Regions from separate parts of the Mus musculus genome. Here region 2 is linked to region 1. The links are chromatin contacts, called in public HiChIP or PLAC-seq maps. All regions are on one chromosome and are shown on one strand. Each heading gives the region's core, a stretch centred on a gene start, on an enhancer-like site or on the middle of the called end of the contact. The rest is flanking DNA. Distances are from core to core; before and after follow the strand shown. Region 1 holds the start of 4930572G02Rik (a long non-coding RNA gene). Region 2 holds the start of Gm23470 (a small nuclear RNA gene).

Region 1 (4,748 bases), core at 1,712-4,211:
AGCTCACAACTGTCTGTGATCCCAGGAGAACTGACACCTGTCACCATGGGTCAGTGATATCCAGATAAAACACCCATGCACATAAAATAAAGTAAAATATACTCAAGCAAGCTGAGCATGCTATCACAGGAGATCCCTGGCTGTCTGGGAGGAGGGAAGGAGGGAGGGAGGGAGGGAGGCGAGGGAGGGAGGCAAGGGAGGGAGTGAGGGAAGAAGGAAGGAAGGAAGGGAGGGAGGCAAGGGAGGAAGGGAGGAAGGTAGGAGGGAGGAAGGGAGGGAGCAAGAGGGAGGGAGGGAGGGAGGGAGGGAGGGAGGGAGGGAGGGAGGAAGGAAGGGAGGGAGGGAGGGAGGGAGAGACGGAGGAAGGAGGGAAGGTAGGTCACAGGTTCAAGGCCTGCCTGGGCTAGAGAATAAATTTAAGGCTAGCATGGGTAACTTACTGAGACCCTGTCTCAAAATAAAAAGCAGAAAGAGAGCTGGGGATACAGTTCAATATTAAAGTGTTTGCCTCAAATGCATAAAGTCCTAGGTTCAATTCCCAATGCTCAAAGAGAAAAGGAGGTGGGGCAAGGAATGGGTCCCACTTGGGTTTTCATCTGATTCCATGAATGTTGAATATAAACCTCAATCATATCATTACCCTGAGCATGTCCAGTCACTGGGGCTTCCTGGTCACATGTGCTCTTCTGGCTGGTTTTGGTAAGGACACCATTTGTAGTAGGATTGGGATTGATCTGTGAAGAGCTGGATGGCCCAGCAAGCCATATTCTGTTCTGTTTCCTCATTGGCTGGATGGGAAGAGAGAGCACAGAGACAGGCTGATGACTGAATGTGTTCTGGTGTTTTGAGCCCAACATCTTCTGTCACTTGCTTGGTCATTGATCTATGCAAGACCCCTGAACAATCTTCATTCCTTTGGTGCCGTCTTCAGTGGGCAGGACAACTCTTGCCTCTGAGATTAATTAATAAGTATAAAGTTATTAACACTCTGTGGCATTGAGACCACAGCTTTCAGAACTCTGCCAGTGAATGCACTTGGCAAAGGGATTCTTTACACCGGTTCCTTAGTGGGGACCGGCAGGGGAGGAAGGTTGGCTTGGCCGCAGGAAAGCTCCTGTCTCCACATCAAACTGCAGAAGACTTGGCTCTTCTCTGAACCAAAGGAAGAGAACAAATCTTGGATGCTGCTCAAAGATTGTGCCATCACTTGCACAGGCGAGCCCTTCCATCCTGTGGGCACCTCAGTTTTCAGGCCTTTCAGTTCTTCTGAAGTATGAGAGGTCACACCGTGGGAGGAAGAAGGACACTATTAGGAGATGTGGCCCCTTTGAAGGAAGTGCATCACTCTACACAGGCTTTGAGGTCTCCTATACGCAGGATCCGCTCGGTGTGGAATCTACTCTCCTGGCTTCCTTCAGATCCAGCACCAAGTCTGCCCGCACACTGCCATGCTTCCCACCATGATGATCATGGACTGAATCTCTAAAACTGTAAGCCGGACCCAATCAAATGTTTGCCTTTGTAAGGCTTGCCTTGGTCACGGTGTCTCTTCACAGGGATGGACACCCTAACACATGGGTTTTCCTTATTACACCTTACTTACATTCACTCTCTCCTGCCTTTGTGTGAATATTTGCTAAATACAGAAGTGTGACAAAGAGTAGGACTAGCAGGCGATCTCTCTCTTTCTTTCCGCCCTCCCGCCATTGTCCTGGTCCGTTTGACAGACTCTGAATCAGTCCTTTATACCAGTTTTTATCTAGGTAACTCATACCAAAGTTGAGCTCCCCTCTCCACATCCCCACATTTTCTGGGGCGAGTTCAGAGGCCAGCAGATTTCTGAGGCAGGTTTTGATTTGTAGCTGGGGCTAATATGGAACTAAGTCTGTAATTCAGGCTGGTCTCAGACTCAGAGTCCTCTTGTCCCAGCCGCCTGAATGCTGGGATTACAGCTACCTTGCCTGGGTGAACTGGTCTCTACATCCTCACAATCACTTCTGGGAGGAAGCCCACCCCAAGCACACGGTTAAGGCTTCTGGGTGAGAAACAACACAACCTTGATCTTGGTAGCATATCCTCCGACTTATGTGGTGCCCAGATTTTCCCTGAGCACTCACGGAACGCACACAGGCAGAGAGGAACACCTCTATACAATGTAGAAAGCTCTAGAGAAAGAAAGGAAGAAAGGAGGGTGTCTTAGTTAGGGTTTTACTGCTGTGAACAGACACCATGACCAAGGCAAGTCAAAAAACCAACATTTAATTGGGGCTGGCTTACAGGTTCAGATGTTCAGTCCATTATCATCAAGGTGGAAGCATGGCAGTATCCAGTCAGGCATGGCGCAGGCAGAGCTGAGAGTTCTACATCTTCATCCAAAGGCTGCTAGTGGAAGACTGACTTCCCAGGCAACTGGGGTGAGAGTCTTAAGCCCACACCCACAGTGGCACACATACTCCAACCAGGTCACACCTATTCCAACAAGGCCACACCTCCAAATGGTGCCACTCCCTGGTCCAAGAATATACAAACCATCACAGAGGGGGAGCCCATGAAGTAGGAGGGTTCATGCATAATCATTAAAACACTCACAAGGGGGTGGGTGGGAGTGGGGGGTGGATGCTGGGAAAACTAAGGAAATTTGGAACTAAAGATACTTAAAAAAAAAAAAGCAAGATACAGGGTTTTTAGCTGGGGGGTGATGGTGTATGCCTTTAATCCCAGCAGACGCAGGTGGGTGAGTTTGAGGCCAACCTGGTCTACAGAGCTAGTTCTAGGACAGCCAATGCTACACCCAGAAACCCTGTCTTGAAACATAGATAGATAGATATAGATAGATAAGAAAATTTTTGTTTTGTTTTGTTTTCTAAAGGAAGTACAGGAGCAAAGAGCAAACCCACCTGCACACACCATTCAGGCAGCTTCGACAGAAACCAAGCCTGCTGCACTTTGAGGCTTTCTTACAACACGCCCCCGCCCCCACTTCCCCACCCCCACCCCCATCTGTGTCTTCATTCACTGAGCATTGAGTGTCATCATTTGAATCTGTCACAGCACTCCAAGCTTGCCCTTCTTCACACATTAGGTTATCACACCATGAATCATTACAGGAAGACCCATTCTCTGCCCCTAAAAGCAAGGAAGTTCCAGCAAGGCCATTGTCAGGGACGAGACCTGTCTTAGAGGAACAACCTTTCTTTTTTTTTTTTTTTTTTTTTTTTTTTGGGGGGGGGGTAGCCCTGGCTGTCCTGGCACTCACTCTGTAGACCATGCTGGCCTCGAACTCAGAAATCCACCTGCCTCTGCCTCCCAAGTGCTGGGATTAAAGGCGTGCACCACCATGCCCAGCTAGGAACAACCTTTCCTGGCACACGCAGAACAGGCCGGACACTTTACAAAGCAACTCCATCTCATTTTCATTCTCCAACCCACTAAGTAGAGGTGATTTCAGTTTTTCAAATACCAGGCAGGGAGGGTAGAGGAAATGTCCTGTAACTATGAGATTGTGAGATCAGAATGAGGCCGTGATGTCACAGACCATCACCACCTCCCACTTCTTCCTTTGTTTTCCACACCACTCAAAACTCAAGTCAGAGGTTAAGAATGCCGCATGAGTACAAAAAACTGTGCGGTGGTTGGGAGTTGAAGAAATAACAGGGTGAGAGACCGGAGAACAAAAGGCAGGCAGCTAGGTCACCCACACACATCTGTCCACGCAGTATGAGGCATCGCTCCAGCAGAGGGCATTGCTCCACCCATCTTCTTCCTCAGTCACAGGAAGGGAACACGTGTGTCTGAACACCCACACTGCAGGGACCTGGGAGAGAAGGCAGGGAGGCAGAGAAGGACATGGAAGCCAGGTCAGATTTGGAGAGCATTGGCCCCTGCCTTGGGCCCTGGCCTCCACCTCTCTCATGTTATCTTTTGGCCCTTCTGTGACTACCCAGCTCTCCTGGCCTCTTCATTGACATCAGGTATTGTCGCCTCCTCTGCTTCATGGAGGAATCCCGCTCAGGATCTGACAGTCCCTCTCTTGCTTTCTGTCTCCTCGATTTCTATCATTTCCTTGTGACTGCCTCATCTCCTTTAGTGAGTGCATTCTGTGTTCCAGTCCTCCAGGGTCTATTAGCTGACTGGCTAGGTTTTGCGTTGCATCTGCATTTTGCTGGCCTGCGAGTGCTTCTGGGCTTTAAACACAGCTGCAGGTAGATGACTTTCGAATTTCACTTAGAACACACTCTGTCCACAATGAAATCTCAGGCATCTCAAGATGGATGGTGGGCATCTGTACGTCCTGGCTCCAGCTGAATCTTCCTTCATCCAAGTTTACACAACTACATCTTTCCATCCTCTCAGGACATCAGATGTGAGGACATCTTTATTCATCCTTTATTCTCACACCAGAGAGAGATGGCTCCTAGCCAAATACATCCCAGAGTTCAGCCACTTCTCAGCCTTGCTAGTCCCGGTTATCGTCATCTTTCACTGGGCCTCCTTGTGCTTTCTTACTTGGGTCTAATCTTGGCTTGGGACCAGTAAGATTGTGGTAACAAGTACTTCCTATCACATCAGCCCTTGGTTTACAAACTCCAGTAGCCCCTTCCACCCCACCCCCACTCCTACAAGGTCAAGCTTGCCCTCTGATATACAGAATGGTTTACTTTCTCTGGGCCAGTGGCAGCACGTGGCCTTTGGTGTTTCCTGGGCCACACCCTGTTTTTTACTGATATCTTCTAGAGCTCCTTCATCAG
Region 2 (5,024 bases), core at 2,188-4,687, 440 kb before region 1:
TTCATTTTCTGTGCAGATAATAAGAAAAAAATAGGGAAATAGTTAAAAGAATTATATATGCAAAACATATGATAAACATCTGCATATCCTTAAGACTCAAATAGGAAAACAGGCAAAAAATTTTGAAACAGCTACAAATGAAAACATTTAATAACATAAATAACAAGAAAAGTTCTCAAATTTACTGCTCACTAGAGACTGACCCTACATGAGATTCCACCTGCAGAATCAAGACGCCCAGACAACTCCGTCCTCTAGCAATATGAAAGGAGTGGAAGGCACACCTTTCTGATGGGGTGGGTATATCATGATGTAGGTTATTTTTCAGCTTCATATGCATACTTTAAATAGGCAGAATCAGTGTTCAAGAATGAAAGGGAGCGCTGAGCACAGTAAAATGAATGCACTTCTTCTTTTTTATATTTTACTTTTTTCTTTTATTGGAAGTAGAGAGTTTTTTTCATACAGTATACACCACTTACAGTTTCCCCTCCCTCTGCTCCTCCCAATCCCCTCCCACCTCTCAGAGACCTTTGGAGTCCAGCCCCTTTCCAGCTCATGAGAAAACAAACAGGCATACTTACCTGGCAGGAGAGATACCATGATCACGAAGGTGGTTTTCCCAGGATAAGGTTTATCCATTGCACTCCAGATGTTCTGACCTCTGTGACACCCCCATCAAAAACAAAAATAGGCAAACAAATCAAACAAATGGGCAGCTCAGGGATAATAATAGAATAAGATGAAATAAAACCACGGGAATGGGACAAAACAAATACAAAAGGAAAGGAGCCCAAAACAAAAGAAACAGAGATAGACTCAGACACACTCAGGCACACTCAAGAATCTCCGTAAAAACACAAAACCAAAATCCATTTTATACACACACACACACACACACACACACACAAAGGACATGTAGAGTAAAAAATGAGAAATAAAATTTAAAACGTTAAAAATGTATTTATTTTTTCAAAGCTCTGACAAAGGACCTCCAAAGACACTGAGTTGGTTTTCTGCTGGCCATCTACTGCTCGGCTGTAGCCCACCCTCAAGAATAATTTGTTTCCTCAGTGAGACTCCCTTAGAGGAAACTAAGTTTTCATTTGTAAGTGGGTTATCAATTGGAGATAACCTCTGGGTTAGAAATGCGGGTGTATGTCCTCTTCTCCTTGGAGTTCCAGGACCCCAATTGGCACAGACCCACACAGGGACTCTGTCTACTACTTCAGTCTCTGTGAGTTCATATGTGCACCGATCCTGTTGTGTTTAGAAGGCCTGGTTTTCTTGGTGTCTTCCATCCATCTTCTCTGGCTCATACACTCTGCCTCCTCTTCCTCAGTGTTCTCTTAGCTCTTAGGGAATAGGATTTGATGGACTCATCCCATTTAGAACGAGTGTCCCAAGGTCTCTCACTCTGCATATTGTCCTTCTGTGGGTCTCTGTCCCATCCATTACAGGAGGAAGCTGCTCAGGTAGTGTCTGAGCAAGTCTCTGACCTATGTGTGGCAGAATGTCAACAGGAGTCATTTTATTGCTACATTCCATTAACAGAGCAGTAGTATTTGGTTTTACCCTGGGTCCCTGGGCTATCTAGTCTCAGGTTCTTGGTTACCCAAGAAGCACTGGGTATGGACTCCATCTCATAGAATGGGCCTTAAGTCAAATCAGTTATTGGTTAGCTATTCCCACAATGTTGTGGCCACCATTGCACTAGTGTATCTATCTTGCAGTCAGGACATCATTATAGATAAAGGGTTTGTGGCTGGCTTGGTGTTTATGTTTCTCTTTTGGTAGTGTGCAGAGTATCTCCCGGTACCAAGAAGCTCTAGATGAAGTTCTAGGTAGGCACCAGCTCAACTTCTCTGTGTTCAGTGAGTTGTGTAGTTGCTGTCTTCAGAAATAGGGTCTTGCTCTCAGTTTGTGAAGAGCAATCTACAGCCTGGGCAACAGCGTGGGTTGTTTGGGGAACCCAATTCCTGTGGAACTCCTTTGGCCAACAATTTAATTAGATGTAAGCCAAACCTAGTTCTGGAAGGTTCATTTGGTAACAAGAGATAGCCAGTTGGGGCTCTGTCTCCCCTGTTATTTGGTGATTTTAGCTAGATCTCCTAACATACATAAAATGTATTTCAGGGAGCTTCCACTGTAGTAGATTACAATAACCACCCATAAGATGGCCCCTTCAATTTGGCTGTCTCTCCCTGTATTCTCTTCACCTTCCTGCTTGATCTTCCCATTCCAGTCCCTACCCACCACATCAGTTCCTAACTATTTAGCCTATTTCTCTTTCCTAGAAAGATCACCCCCAGTAGAACATCTGCAGTTCTGTAGGTTATAACTTGGTCATCAAAAACTTAGCAGCAAATATCCACATATAAATGAATCCATACCATAGTTTTGTTTCTGGATCACTAAAGGGCATTTTTTTCTAGTTCCATCCATATTTATCTGCAAATTTCATGATTTTTTTTAGCAACTGAACAATATGTCATTTGTAAATGTACCACATTTTCTTTATCCATTCATCTATTGAGGGGGACATCTAGGTTACTTCCAATTTCTGGCTGTTATGACTAGAACAACACAATGAACATGGTTGAGCAAGTGTCTCTGTGGGAGGACGAGGCATCTTATCCTTTGGGTATATGTCTGAGAGTAGTAGAGCCAGGTCTTGAGGTAGAGCAATTCCCATCCTCTTGAGGAACCACTACACTGATTTCCATAGTGGCTGTACAAGTTTGCACACTCACCAGCAATGGACAAGTGTTCCCTTCATTCCACATCCTTGCCAGCACGAGCTATTGAATTTGGCCATTCTGACAATTATAAGATAAAATTTAGATTTGCCTTTCCCTGATAACTAAGAGTGTTTAGCCAGGCAGTGGTAGCACACATCTTTAGACCCAGCAGAAGCAGGAGGATCTCTTAGTTCAAGGCCAGCCTGGTCCACATAATGAATTCAAGGACAGCCATAGTTACACAGAGAAAGCCTGTCTCAAAAAACAAAAAACAAAAAAAACAAAACAAAACAAAACGAGAGAGAGACAGAGAGAAGAAAAGGAATGTTAAACATTGTTAAGTGTTTACTCAGCCATTTGAGGTTTCTCTTCTGAGAATTCTCTACTTAGATCTGTACCCCATTTTAAAAATTGGGTTATTTGATTTCTTGGTATGCAGGGTTTTTTGTTTGTTTGTTTGCTTAGTTTTTCTTAGTTCTTTATAAATTTTCAATATTAGCCCTCTGTCAGATGTGTAGTTGGAGGGGTGGGGGGATTTCTCCCATTCTGTAGGTGCCTGCTTGGTGTTCTTTGCCTTACAGAAGCGTTTCAGTGTCATGAGATCCTACTTACAAGTTGTTGACCATAGTGCCTGTGCTAATCGCGTTCTTTTCTTGTGCTAATGAGTTCAAGGCTGTTTCCTGTTGTGGAAGGGCCTGGTGCTATTTGTATGTTGATGCTAAACCACTCTCCTGGGAGGGACAAAGAGTGAGTCATACTCAGGTGACTTCGTGTGAACCAATCCACTAATGAATAAAGGAGCCAATCACTGGGCAAGTAGGAGGGACTTCCAGGTTGGACAGAGGAAGAGAGGAAGCAGGAGAGAGTTAGGATCTTTTGGGGAAGAGATAGCATGAGGACAAGATGTAGCTACGAGTGTCTCCTGGTTTCAATGATGGATCCATCAGGATTTGCCACCAGAGGATCTAGACTTAATAAGGCTTACAAGATTAGGATTTTAGTTGCTGCACTCAGCAATTGAGTTACCTGTCATTTCTGAACTAAGTTTGTGCTGCTTTTTCCTTCATGGGGCGGCTAGTCCAAGTTTAGGAGAGAAAGGCAAAAGCATGGGTTTGCCTGAGGTGCACCACAAAGGCCATGGGGGATTTGAAGCAGAGTTGGGGTGGTAGTAACCCACCAGTGGGAACCTAGCAAGCTGGGTGGAGAGATTGTGGAGTTCTGAGTCAGATAAAAACAGGTCGAACATTGCCTTCCAGTGCATGACCAGCTGGGCCACCGGGGCAGAGAGTTGCCAGAACAAGCACAGGAACATGCCAAATCTTTTTAATATTCCCTGCAACAGTTTTCCACTCTCTCTTCTATCAGGCTCAGTGCATCTAATTTTATGTTGAGGTCTTTGATTCATTTGGAGTTGAGTTTTGTGCAAGGTGGTCTGTGTGGATCCATTCAGCTTGAAGATGCTGTCTTTTCTCCCAAGTGTGTATTCCTGGTCTCTTCATCAAAAATCAAGGGCTTGCTTATAGGTGTGGGGATTTATGTCTGGGTCTTCAATTAGATCCAATTGATGAACATGTCTGTTTCTGTGCAATAACACTGTTTTTACTACTATAGCTCTGTAGTCCAATTTGAGGTTGGAAATGGTGATACCTCCAGCAGTTCTTTTACTACTCAACATTATTTTAGTTATGCTTGGTATTTTTGTGTTTCTGTATGAAGCTGAGAATTGTCCTTTAACGGTCTCGTGAAGAATTGTGTTGGAATTTTGTGTTGAATCTCTAGATTGCTTTTGGTAGGATGGCCATTTTTACTGTGTTATCCCTACTGATCCATGAACATGGGAGATCTTTTCATCTTCAGTTTCTTTCTTCAACATCTTAAAGTTTTTATCGTTCATGTCATTCACTTGCTTGGTTAGAGTTACCTCAAGATATTTTATATATTATTTGAGGCTATGATGAAAAGTGTCATTCCCCTGACTTCTTTCTTGATCTGTTATTTGTATATAGGAAGGCTACTGTTTTATGAGTTAACTTTGTATCCAGCTACTTTGCTGAAAGTTTTTATCAGCTGTAGAAGTTTCCTAATAGAAATTTGGGGGGGGGTCACTTCTATATACTATTATGCCATCTGCAAATAAATACACTTTGATTACTTTGACTTCCCCCTTTCCAGTTTGTATCCCCTTGATCTCCTCAGCTGTCTTATTGCTACAACATTAAGTTCCATACTGAATAGGTATACATAGAGTACACAACATTGTCTTCCTCCTGATTTTAGAGGAAA

The links. HiChIP or PLAC-seq counts read pairs in DNA pulled down with a chosen protein or histone mark.
Region 2: an RNA polymerase II HiChIP or PLAC-seq map of embryonic stem cells shows a contact between it and region 1, with 6 times the contacts expected there. The contact joins the enhancer-like site here to the promoter of 4930572G02Rik in region 1. A contact is called at or near these places in 10 of 39 promoter capture datasets (the 3T3-L1 cell line, 3T3-L1-derived adipocytes, the HPC-7 cell line and 5 more), 1 of 15 datasets of contacts at CTCF or cohesin (embryonic stem cells), 3 of 484 Hi-C or Micro-C datasets (the G1E-ER4 cell line, the N1E-115 cell line and nephron progenitors) and 7 of 115 datasets of contacts at active chromatin or transcription factors (embryonic basal ganglia, embryonic limb bud, embryonic midbrain and 1 more).

Annotation. Positions count from the first base shown.
Region 1 is chr14:48,559,007-48,563,754 of GRCm38.p6, reverse strand. It overlaps 4930572G02Rik (a long non-coding RNA gene), which reads right to left and starts at 2,961. Exons shown (of 3, transcript XR_874606.2): 1 at 2,898-2,961; 2 at 641-1,266. It also overlaps a transcript of Tmem260 not described here.
Region 2 is chr14:48,997,389-49,002,412 of GRCm38.p6, reverse strand. Gm23470 (a small nuclear RNA gene) reads left to right here and starts at 577; the gene lies at 577-734. Within about 2 kb of position 3,437, at least 19 of the 459 cell types and tissues checked have an H3K27ac peak or open chromatin away from gene starts, as enhancers often do. A contact at or near this core is called in embryonic stem cells and trophoblast stem cells, where this site is marked.